2 separate regions of the Mus musculus genome follow, and region 2 is linked to region 1. A link is a contact called in public Hi-C data. All regions are on one chromosome and are shown on one strand. The core of a region is the stretch at or near the end of the contact, and the rest is flanking DNA. Distances in the headings are between cores, read along the strand shown. Region 1 has its middle 12 kb from the start of Upp2. Region 2 overlaps Ccdc148 (coiled-coil domain containing 148).

Region 1 (4,841 bases), core at 733-3,232:
CTATTTATCTACCTACCTACCTATACAGAGAGGTTTATTTAGGGTATGTTTGGAAACAGTGAAAGTATGAGATACAGAAATGAGACAAGACAGGAGGAAATTTTTAAAAGGAGAAACAAGGCTAAATTGATAAAAAGAAAAGAACAGAAGTAGATAATACTATTTGAAGAGGAAGAACAAAAGGGACGAAATAAGGAGAAAGGGAAGATTTTTACAATACTGAAAAAATTCTAAACCAGAATTTTTAAATGTCAGGAGTAAAATTTTAAAATGTGGATTTTTTTTAAAGCCGGTAAGATAAGATAATAATACTAATAACGTATAAGAGGTAAAAACAAAACACAGGACAGAGAGAGAGAGAGAGGGAGAGAGAGAGAGAGAGAGAGAGAGAGAGAGAGAGAGAGAGAGAGAGAAGCAAAGGAAAAAACCACATTGCCTGAAACATGTAAGGAAGTGTGTAAGCACATTAGATGAACATATGAATGAGAACAGTAAAATCACAAAAAAAATCTAATGAAGAAGAGAAAATGAAGTATCGGAGCAGTTCCTTTGTGTCCTTAGAAGTTGGAGGCTCCCAGAGATGCTCATGGAGTCGGGGGTTCAGCTAAACCTGGGGAGCCTTGTCATTCCCTTGGTTTGAGTTGTGGAGGAATCTGCGTGTGCCTGCCATGGTTGCCCTCCCAGCTGGTGGTTTCTCCCTTTGTATTATCAGGAGCCTCATCTGACCACAGTTAGCTTTGCCATCTGCGTCTGGATAGACTCTCCCACCCTCCTGTTACTGTCCATGTCATTCTGGATGGAATGGCCAATGGTTAGCTGATGGGGTGTCTCCCAGTGTGTTGGGGATGAGTATCACTAAGACCTGCACAGCCAGAGGACCTGCCTTCATACTGTCCAGACCTTGTGGGTATTAGTACCTGCCTGAGGTGATACCAATCTCTAGCACATCAGAGTCTTTGGGCTTAAGAGAAAAGCAGATAGACAAAAAAAAATTGATCTCCCTCCTGGCCTCAAGAGTTATCAAACTCCAGCTTTATTCTCAACTTCGGAGAGCTATTCTCAGACAAGATGGATGTAGCTCTCACCATGCACTGCCCAGACTGATCCAGCCTCCGGTCACCCTTGAGCTTATCACTATCCAAAGCTCCTGGCTCTCTACATTGTCCCTCCAAGCCTTCCCTCACTTGTGGGATACAGCAGGATAAGGCTCTCCGGCTTATGGATCACCCCGTCTCTGGAGTTGCTCAATTTTTACCACAGATTCTCTCTTACTATGGAGCCCAGCAAGGCTTCTCCAGGTCACCCGCTGTGTGAAAACGGATTTCTCTCTGTGCCTAATCTGTCTGCCAGAAGCTTTGCTCTAACACCAAAGCCCACAACTGGATTTGAGGCCAAAGAGGTCTGTGGGCTTATCCAGAGGGCAGGACTGCTGGCTTTCATCTGCCTTACCTACTGAAATTAGCTTCCGAGCTCCCTTCCCCTAGGGAAGGGCTGGGAGGCTGAGGATGCACTTGGCTTGTTGCTCTGTGCCCCATGACTTTGTTTTTGCTGTTACCCAGTGTTGCCTGGCTTCCTTTGTGGATCTTCAAAGACTCCCCTCAATTTTTGTCTGTGGGATGAAGCCTCTATCTTCTCATTCTGACTCCCCCTTTCTTCAGCTCACACAGAGGCACTGTAGCTTGCCGTCTTTCCAGGAGTCTTCTGGTGTTTGCAGTAGATATCTACTAGGTTGCTTCAGCCTGTCCTGTTAGTGTCTTATCTAGTGTATTCTATTTGCCACTTTGCTACAAGCTGAGGAGATTACCTGGACTGTCCACTCATTTCCTAGCTGTGATTGACCTAGCTGGGCCAACTCTCAGCTGCGCTCTTGGTGATTAGCCATGCCTTATTCTGCTTAATTTCACAGTGTCCTACAGAACCCTCGCCTCATAAACAGCTGTCCTGCCCTGCCCTTTCTGATTATGTCACCAATTTCATCAAGAAAATGGGGAAAAAATAAGACAGTGCCAGGTGTTCCTGCCCTTGCACTTTGAATTAGTCAGCACTCCACCACAGTGTCAAAATACCCATGAGAAATGGCTTAAGGGAAAATATTTATTTTGGCTCACACTGTGGAGGTTTTCATCCATAGTCACATGGCTGTGTTTCTCTGTATATGTAAGAGGCACACATGGTGGGAATCAGACAAAACCATTCACCTTGTGGCAGCGAGGAAGGAAAGAGAGAGGAGGGGGCTGATGTCCCCATACATTCTTGAAGAGTACTTCCCTTTCCAGCCCACATGTAGTTCCTGCTGCCTCCTGATAGAGCCATGGGAGAGTGACAAAACCTTGGATCCATGAAAATCATGAGACGACTGCACATCAAAGCTCTAACACTGAGTTTGACTCTGGTTTAGGTTGGTTTTGAAAAAGGGTCTGGTTATGTATCTCCAGTTGGAGATTACTATGTAGATCAAGTTGGCTTAGCTCCCAAAGCTTTGCCTTGTACTGACGGTGACCCTGGTAGCACTAGAAACCCCTTCTACGAAACCTCTACTGCCATGATTTCGTAGATGTCCTAGCTAGAGTCTTTTAGCCTAGAATGACTGGTCGGGTCAGAGGAGAACCGCACTATAGTGGAGGCAGCTAATGGTTGTATTTAGAATCACAGCAGCAGGTCCAGTCCGATGGTGGAAAAAGTCAGTGGGTCTGATGGTCTCACGGTCTGGGGTGTTGACCAGATCCATTCATGGGCTAGCGAAGTAGTGGATGGAGTGTAAAATATTCTTGTTCCCTTTAATTCCTTGCCTGTTACCAGCCTCACTGTGATATTGTTTCTAGTGCTCCATCTTACCTGAAGTCCCTCTGTCTATAACTTTAAACTTAGATAACCCCTAACTTGTCTCAGACCATTTAATTACCTTATTCTTGCTTGTTCTCACTTTTCTCTTGTGTCTCCCCCCCTCCTTGGACTGGGGATTGCTTCCTGGTTTTAGCTGTAATTTTTGTATGAGTCTCTGCTTCCTTCATGGGGATCTAGGACACATTGGCTTGTGACATGGTCCTGGACACTGACTTTGCATTTGCTTTTGCCAAAGGCTGGGGACCTCTCCCATGCAACACCTGTTTTGCACTGCTAGCACCTGAGAATTTTAACACAATGCAGTGCTATCAACTGCCATTCTATGGGCACCCATGACAATTGACTCTAGGGACTCCCTGCAAACGATTTTTTGACCAATACTTGCCCACGAGTTTTCTTTATATTTCAAGACTCGTTGTTGGAATGTTTAAGCCACTCTAGCTACACAATATCCAAGAATAGTACTTAGCTTAATAAGGGGCTTTCATAATCCACCACCATGTCCTTCCAGGAAAAAGTGAGTGTGTCCATCCTGCAGCCCACAGAAATAGAAAGTGAAGACTTGACTCAAGTCTGGACTCTGGGTTAGGGTAACATCAGTTCATAGAATTGATTGATCTTCATAGCGGATGGTGTCACCTGATGTTTTTTCAGTCCCTTAAGTAAACTCCCATGAGCCTCTGCTCTGCACACCTGTGTTTGCTAAAATGCATACCCAAGTGACTTGGTGCGCCCTGCTGCTATGTGCGTTATGCTTCATAAGCAAAAACAACACTGCAAAAGAATAGTTAGGCAACTTTTAAACTGACGATGTGCTGGGGAAAAGAAACCCATTCAGTATAAAATGTGATTCGGGATACAAGGTTTTCTTGAACATAGCCTCAACTCTCGTCCTGGACTCTCGGCATGCACTGAACACTGGTGCTATCCTTGTTGGCCACTAAAGAATTGATGTGAGGAGGCTTTAGCGTGGATGAGCATCTTATTCCAAAACAAACATCTCACACATCTCTGCTATAGTGTAGGATTTAATTTATGGGATGCAACTATCTGTAACTTTCCTGATAACTCTTGAGCCCCATCTGTACCCATGTGTAGAGTGACAGCCCTATGAAGAAACTTCACAACAGGATGCAGGCACAGCACTGTAGAATTTTTTTTCTTATAAGTTTTACTTGAAAATACTTTAAATCAAATGTCTTTAAGATATTGTTTTGAAATGGTATAAAATATGCTTATAACAAATTGAGGCTAAACAACTAGAACTTTTTGTGTAACTTCCCTCTCCTCTCCTTTAAAAAACACACACACACACACACACACACCAGACTTAATTCATTTCTTTTTCTTGTATAAAAACCCTTATATGGTAGCCACAGCTGGAGCCTGGGTCCTCTGAAGAAAGACTCTGGTGTGGGGTTTCGCAAGATAATCAATGAATTCCTGATAAGGAAACTTGGTGAACACAGTGTCTTTCCAGAGGTCAGGGGTCAGGTAGCTGTGGGTCTTGGAGGTAGCATCAAAGGTGACCTTTGCAAAGTTGTCTGGGGTGGCAGTGCAGCCCCTGGCTGAAGTGTAGCAGTCATCTATACTGGCCATCATCAGTAGTTTCTCAGGCACAGGAGCAGAGACAATGTCAATGCCTCTGGGGGCAGGGATGAGATGCACGAGCACAGAGCCACAGTGGCCTGTTACCTTGCATGGAACAGTGTGGGCCTTGCCAATCTTGTTTCCCCAGTAGCCTCTCTGCACTGGGACGATGGAAAGCTTGGCCAAGATGATGGCCCCTAGGATGGCAGTGGTAACCTCCTGGGAGCACTTAACACCGAGACCAATGTAGCCATTGTAGTCCCCAATATCGATAAAAGACTTGAACCTGGTCTGCTGGCCAGCCTGAGTCTGCTTCAGCACTGGCATGATTTTCAGAACCTCATCCTTTAGGGACGCACCCAGGAAGAAGTCAATAATCTCAGATTCCTTAATGGGCAAGGAAAACA
Region 2 (4,841 bases), core at 1,537-4,036, 390 kb before region 1:
TTTCCCCCTTTAAAACCTTTGACTTTCTCCAGTTCTCACCACTGTCTACAAAATGCAGTCTCTCATCTGTCCCTCCGAATAACACCCAGATATATTCTTCCCGAAGCAAAGATCTGCGCAGGCCAGTTTCTTCCATAAGTCTGCATGATGGGGCCTTCTGGTCTTAGGATAGCCTCTATCCTAAGGCGTGAAAGACTCCATGAGTTTTGGCCTTGACTACCTCATTCTGCTCCTATCACCACAGTGTCCCTACCCTTCCTTCAGCCCTGCCCATGTCCCATCAGTTCAGTCTCAGATGCCTGTTTCTGTTGCACACAAATCTCGGAACACGCAGGTTTGTTAGTTTGGAATAGGGTCTTTATACTCAGACCAGGCACACCATTTCCAAGTTATAGATGCCAACTTGTCTCACATCTTCAAGAAGGCTCTTTCCCTTTAAAGGGAATCCTGGTGTACAGCTGTGCACAATTGTTAATGCTACTTTGTTCTCCAGTAAAACTCAGGCTTGTGTCCTTTGCACTAGGCACTATTAATATACTAGTAATATTTCTGAATGCATGAGTGAGTAAAATATGCAATGATTACCTTTAAATGCAGAATCAGGAGCATAATAGATTTAAATGAAAATATTTGACTACTTTATTAATGACCTAATGTGTATAATCACTTCATATATTCTGAATGACAGTTTTTTATGCTCTCACTGTGAGAGAAAATTACTGTTTATTTTGAAAAAAAAATGAGTAAAATATTCACCTTATGGTTTCTGTTTATAATTTTTCTTTTAGGTGGCAAAAGACTACTTTCAAAATATTTCAGCTTTAAACCATATACATATGCAATTTCACAAAAAGATAAAATAACAAATGGTGTCTAACTAGGGATAGAGTTTGTAAAGGTAGTTGTAATCGCTTTCCCCTGTTATGAGCATACTCCTGCTATATCTTGAGAGAATGGTATTGGCCAGGCTTTCTGTCATTTGTCATTGCCCGTGCTCCCAGTCCTGTGCTCAGTGCTGAAAAGTATCACCAATATTCAGGCTTTACCAACCCTTCTATTCTACAAATGTGAAACTCTGAGACTGCAATTCTCTATAAATACTAAAACAATAAAGATCAAATGCCGCAGACCCTCTGGGTCTCTTGTCTGCGTAGAATGGGTCTTTGGGTGCAGGTGGGCAAAGAGTCGGTGGGAATGAATGACAGACAGATGCATCATAAGAGGTTGTGTAGAATCTGAATGTAATTTGGCAAATTGAGCATCAAACTTTTTATACAGAAGAAAATAGGGAAGTTAGGTGACACATCGGCAAGGTACAAATGAGGTTACCGGATGCTTAATGACTTACACAAAACAGAGGAATGTAAACACAAAGATAGGCAGGAACTGGGCAATAAAACAGCTGAGACAAAGTCAGCCCTATTTAAGGTCAGCTATAGTCTTAGAAGCCAGGTGTGAGGTCTTTACACTCCTAGGGCAAGGGCTTTCACACCCAAGTCATGGTTCTAATTAGGGAGTTCCGTTCTAGCTAACCATCTCATGAATAATGCAATACTCTAAAACCACAGCCCGATCTGATCTACTTCCTAAACCATTGTAAATTCCTGTTTATGGGAGTGACTTGGCTTTTATTCTAAGTGATAGTGTAATACCAGAGGCAATTCTGAATGTCACTGAATAGGCAACATTGAATTCCAAGCCCATGGTCAGCTCAAGGACTTTCTAGGATGTTGGAACACTGGTGAAGGCTCAGCTATGTCAGAATTCAATCTTAAAAGGCATTTGTAATAAGATAATACTAAAAGAGAGCACGTGGATCCATACACCAGGATCCATATACCAGACTAACAAGGGAATAAGGTATGAGTATACGGGTTAATGAGAACGCCAAAACTCCAGGAGGTGAGTTTCCATGAAACTCTTTGCCTCGTGAGTGCTCCCAGGCTTCTCAGCCTGTCAAGTAGACTTCACTGGAGTGTGCATGGCAATCAAATCAATTACCATTTCTTACTCTATTGCAATAAAAGTATAAATCCCTAAGAAAACATTCTAAATGATACAACTTGATGAAAATGGAAGACTATGCTCTGAGAAAATAGTAGAAAAATGTGGAGGTTCTGAAGAAAAGTTCTAAATCTTCTAAAAATTGATGAAAATGGATGGGTAGTGATGGTTTACGCCTTTAATCCCAGCACTCAGGGGGCAGAGAAAGGCAGATCTCTGAGTTCAAGGCCAGTCCAGGCTACAGAATGAGTTCTGCAACAGCCAGGGCTACACAGAGAAACTGTCTCAAAGGTATTAAAAAGAAAAATGGAAGCATACCCAACCTTTGGGTCAAGTGAAAAACAACAGTAGGAGAGGTGCATACAGTAACCAACATCTACACCACTAGAGCAGAATATCAAATGTATGAACTTCATCTTCCTCAAGTAACTAGAAGAAGTATAGAAATCAAACCCAGAGTGATAGAAGGGGAGATTCAGATTAGAGCACAGAGAAAGGCTTTTAAAAGTAGAAATGAGCAATGAAATGAAGAGTTTGCTCTTGTGAGGATCTACAATTGACAAACCCTTAGCTAAAATAACAATAAAAATAAGTGACTTAATTAAAATGAGACCCAATAATGGAGTCGGTATAACTGACGCTAAAGAAATTCAAAAGATTATAAAAGATTAGCGTGAACAACTAACTACACATCAGAATTTGAGGACATAAAGTAAATAAACTGGTGACACATTAACCTTTAGCAAGACTGAACTTTGGACACAGAGACTGGGATCAATTGTGAACAAGGAGCCAGAACCAGCATCGACGAGTCCTCGCTTCATAAAAGCCTAGTCACAATACATTGTGTAGACCTGTGAAATTCCTAAACAAACGCCAAAGATGGCTTCACCTCAAAGTTATGCCAGAGATTCTAAAACAGTTTAGACAGATTTACAGGAGAGAAGGTTTTCGAATTCACTCTAAAAAACCAGTATTAGCCAGACACTAAATGCAGAACGAAACATGGGAGAAAGAAAAGAGAAAAAAGAAAACAACAAGCCGATACCACTGATGAACTAGAGGCAAACATGCTAGCAAATGCAGCCAGAGAGATGGCTAATGGTGACCCTGTAGGTACCAAGCATGTGTGTGGTACACATGCATACAAGTGGGCAAAATACTCAAATACAGAAACATAATAAATTCTTTAAGAAAATACTAGCAAATTGAATACAGCAGCACATTAGAAAGACCATTATATCATATTCAAGTGGAGTCAAGCCAGGAATGCAAGCACAGCTCAGCATATAAAATCAATAAACATGATATTTTTCACCTAAAAAAATGTTTTTAAGATAGGGAATAAAGAAAAGATGCCCATTCCACCCCTCTCAGTCAACAAAGCTCCTAAAGCCCACACTGGAACAGTCAGGCAAAAGAAAGCTGGCATCAAGTTGTTTCAACTTGTGAAGGAGACATTCAGGTGGTCGGTTTGCAGATCACATAATTGTATGTAGAGAGAATCCAAAAGCTCCTCCAAAGATGTCCTGGAATGATAGTGAACATAGCAAAGTGACAGGAAAGAAACATATAGGACAATCAGCAGCATTCATTTCTGTCATTCAGTAATAAATTATCCAGAAAAAAATCACAAAATAATTTTATTTACAATAATTACAAAATGAAAAAAAATATCACCTAGGAATACTTAGGTTCCATAGTGAAAATATAAAACATTTGTTCTAAGGCATTAGAGGAAATATCCTCAAAAATGAAATAATGTCAGAATAAATACCATTAAAGTAGCAATATTATCCAAGGCGATTTACAGATTGAAGGCAGCTCCGTCAAAATACCAAACAAACAAACAAACAAAAAAACTCCACAAAACCAGGAAAAAAAAAAGCCTAGAATTTGTTCTAATACTAAAAAGGCAAAGCAATCTTGAGACAACCCAACAAACAAGCCAGAAGCGTGGTACTACCAACTTGGCAATTTAAAAAGGTGACATTGGCAGAGAGCCAGCCTCACAGAGGAGGAGTACCCCGAGCCCAGACGTGACTCCACGTACCTACAGCTGACTGGTCTTCTGCAAAGGTGTCCAGGACACACACTGGGTAAGGACAGCCTCCGAGAAATGATGCTGTGGAAACTGGGTACGTAGATGCAGAAGACGGAGACCACATCCCATCCCCATCTCTCACCACATTTAAAACCAAACAGACATCGTCTTAAATATTCAACTGGATCCTAGAACAATGGGAGGAAGTGATGAGGATTTTGTAGGCAAGACTCAAGCATAGCCAACCTAGGTGAAGCTGGCAAGTGAAAGGCTATCACCTACAAACGTGCGGCTGAACCATCTGGACCTGCTGAGGAGGCAGAGCATTTGCAGGCTGCATTGCAGCTGAAGGACAGATTGCAGCTGTGGTATCTACAAGGTGGGGTACTGTGTAGACAGTAAGAGCTCAGGTAACTCCAGAATAAATCAACATCAGTAACAGCAACAAAACCCAATCAAATAACCAGATTGAAAAACAGGCACAAGACCTAAACAGAAAGATCTTCAGATACACAGTGGGTAAGTGGAAGTGTTCAACATCTCTAATCATGGAAACCCAAGCCAAAACCTCAGTGAGACATCACCTCTTGCCATTCGAGTGACTGCTCTCCAGACGAGGGACAAATGTTTTGTTGCTGCAGATGCAAAGAGAAGGCAACTCTTTACACTTCAGGTGGACACAGAAGTCGTGCAGCCAATACAGAAAAGAGAAGAGCTTGGGGGAAGTTTCTCACAGCCTAAAAATAAATATGCTACATCATCCTGCAGCCCCACTCGTGGATTTATGGCCAAG

The links. Hi-C and Micro-C count contacts between places; a contact is called where the count stands out from the background.
Region 2: a Hi-C map of liver shows a contact between it and region 1, with 2.5 times the contacts expected there. The contact joins two enhancer-like sites. A contact is called at or near these places in 1 of 484 Hi-C or Micro-C datasets (liver) and 1 of 9 other capture datasets (adipose tissue).

Annotation. Positions count from the first base shown.
Region 1 is chr2:58,740,867-58,745,707 of GRCm38.p6, reverse strand. It overlaps a transcript of Upp2 not described here and the pseudogene Gm13559. Among named protein-coding and RNA genes, the nearest start is that of Upp2, 12 kb to the left of the region's middle. Within about 2 kb of position 1,982, at least 14 of the 459 cell types and tissues checked have an H3K27ac peak or open chromatin away from gene starts, as enhancers often do. A contact at or near this core is called in liver, where this site is marked.
Region 2 is chr2:59,129,191-59,134,031 of GRCm38.p6, reverse strand. All of the region lies in intron 1 of Ccdc148 (coiled-coil domain containing 148), which reads left to right. Among named protein-coding and RNA genes, the nearest start is that of Ccdc148, 29 kb to the left of the region's middle. Within about 2 kb of position 2,786, at least 9 of the 459 cell types and tissues checked have an H3K27ac peak or open chromatin away from gene starts, as enhancers often do. A contact at or near this core is called in liver, where this site is marked.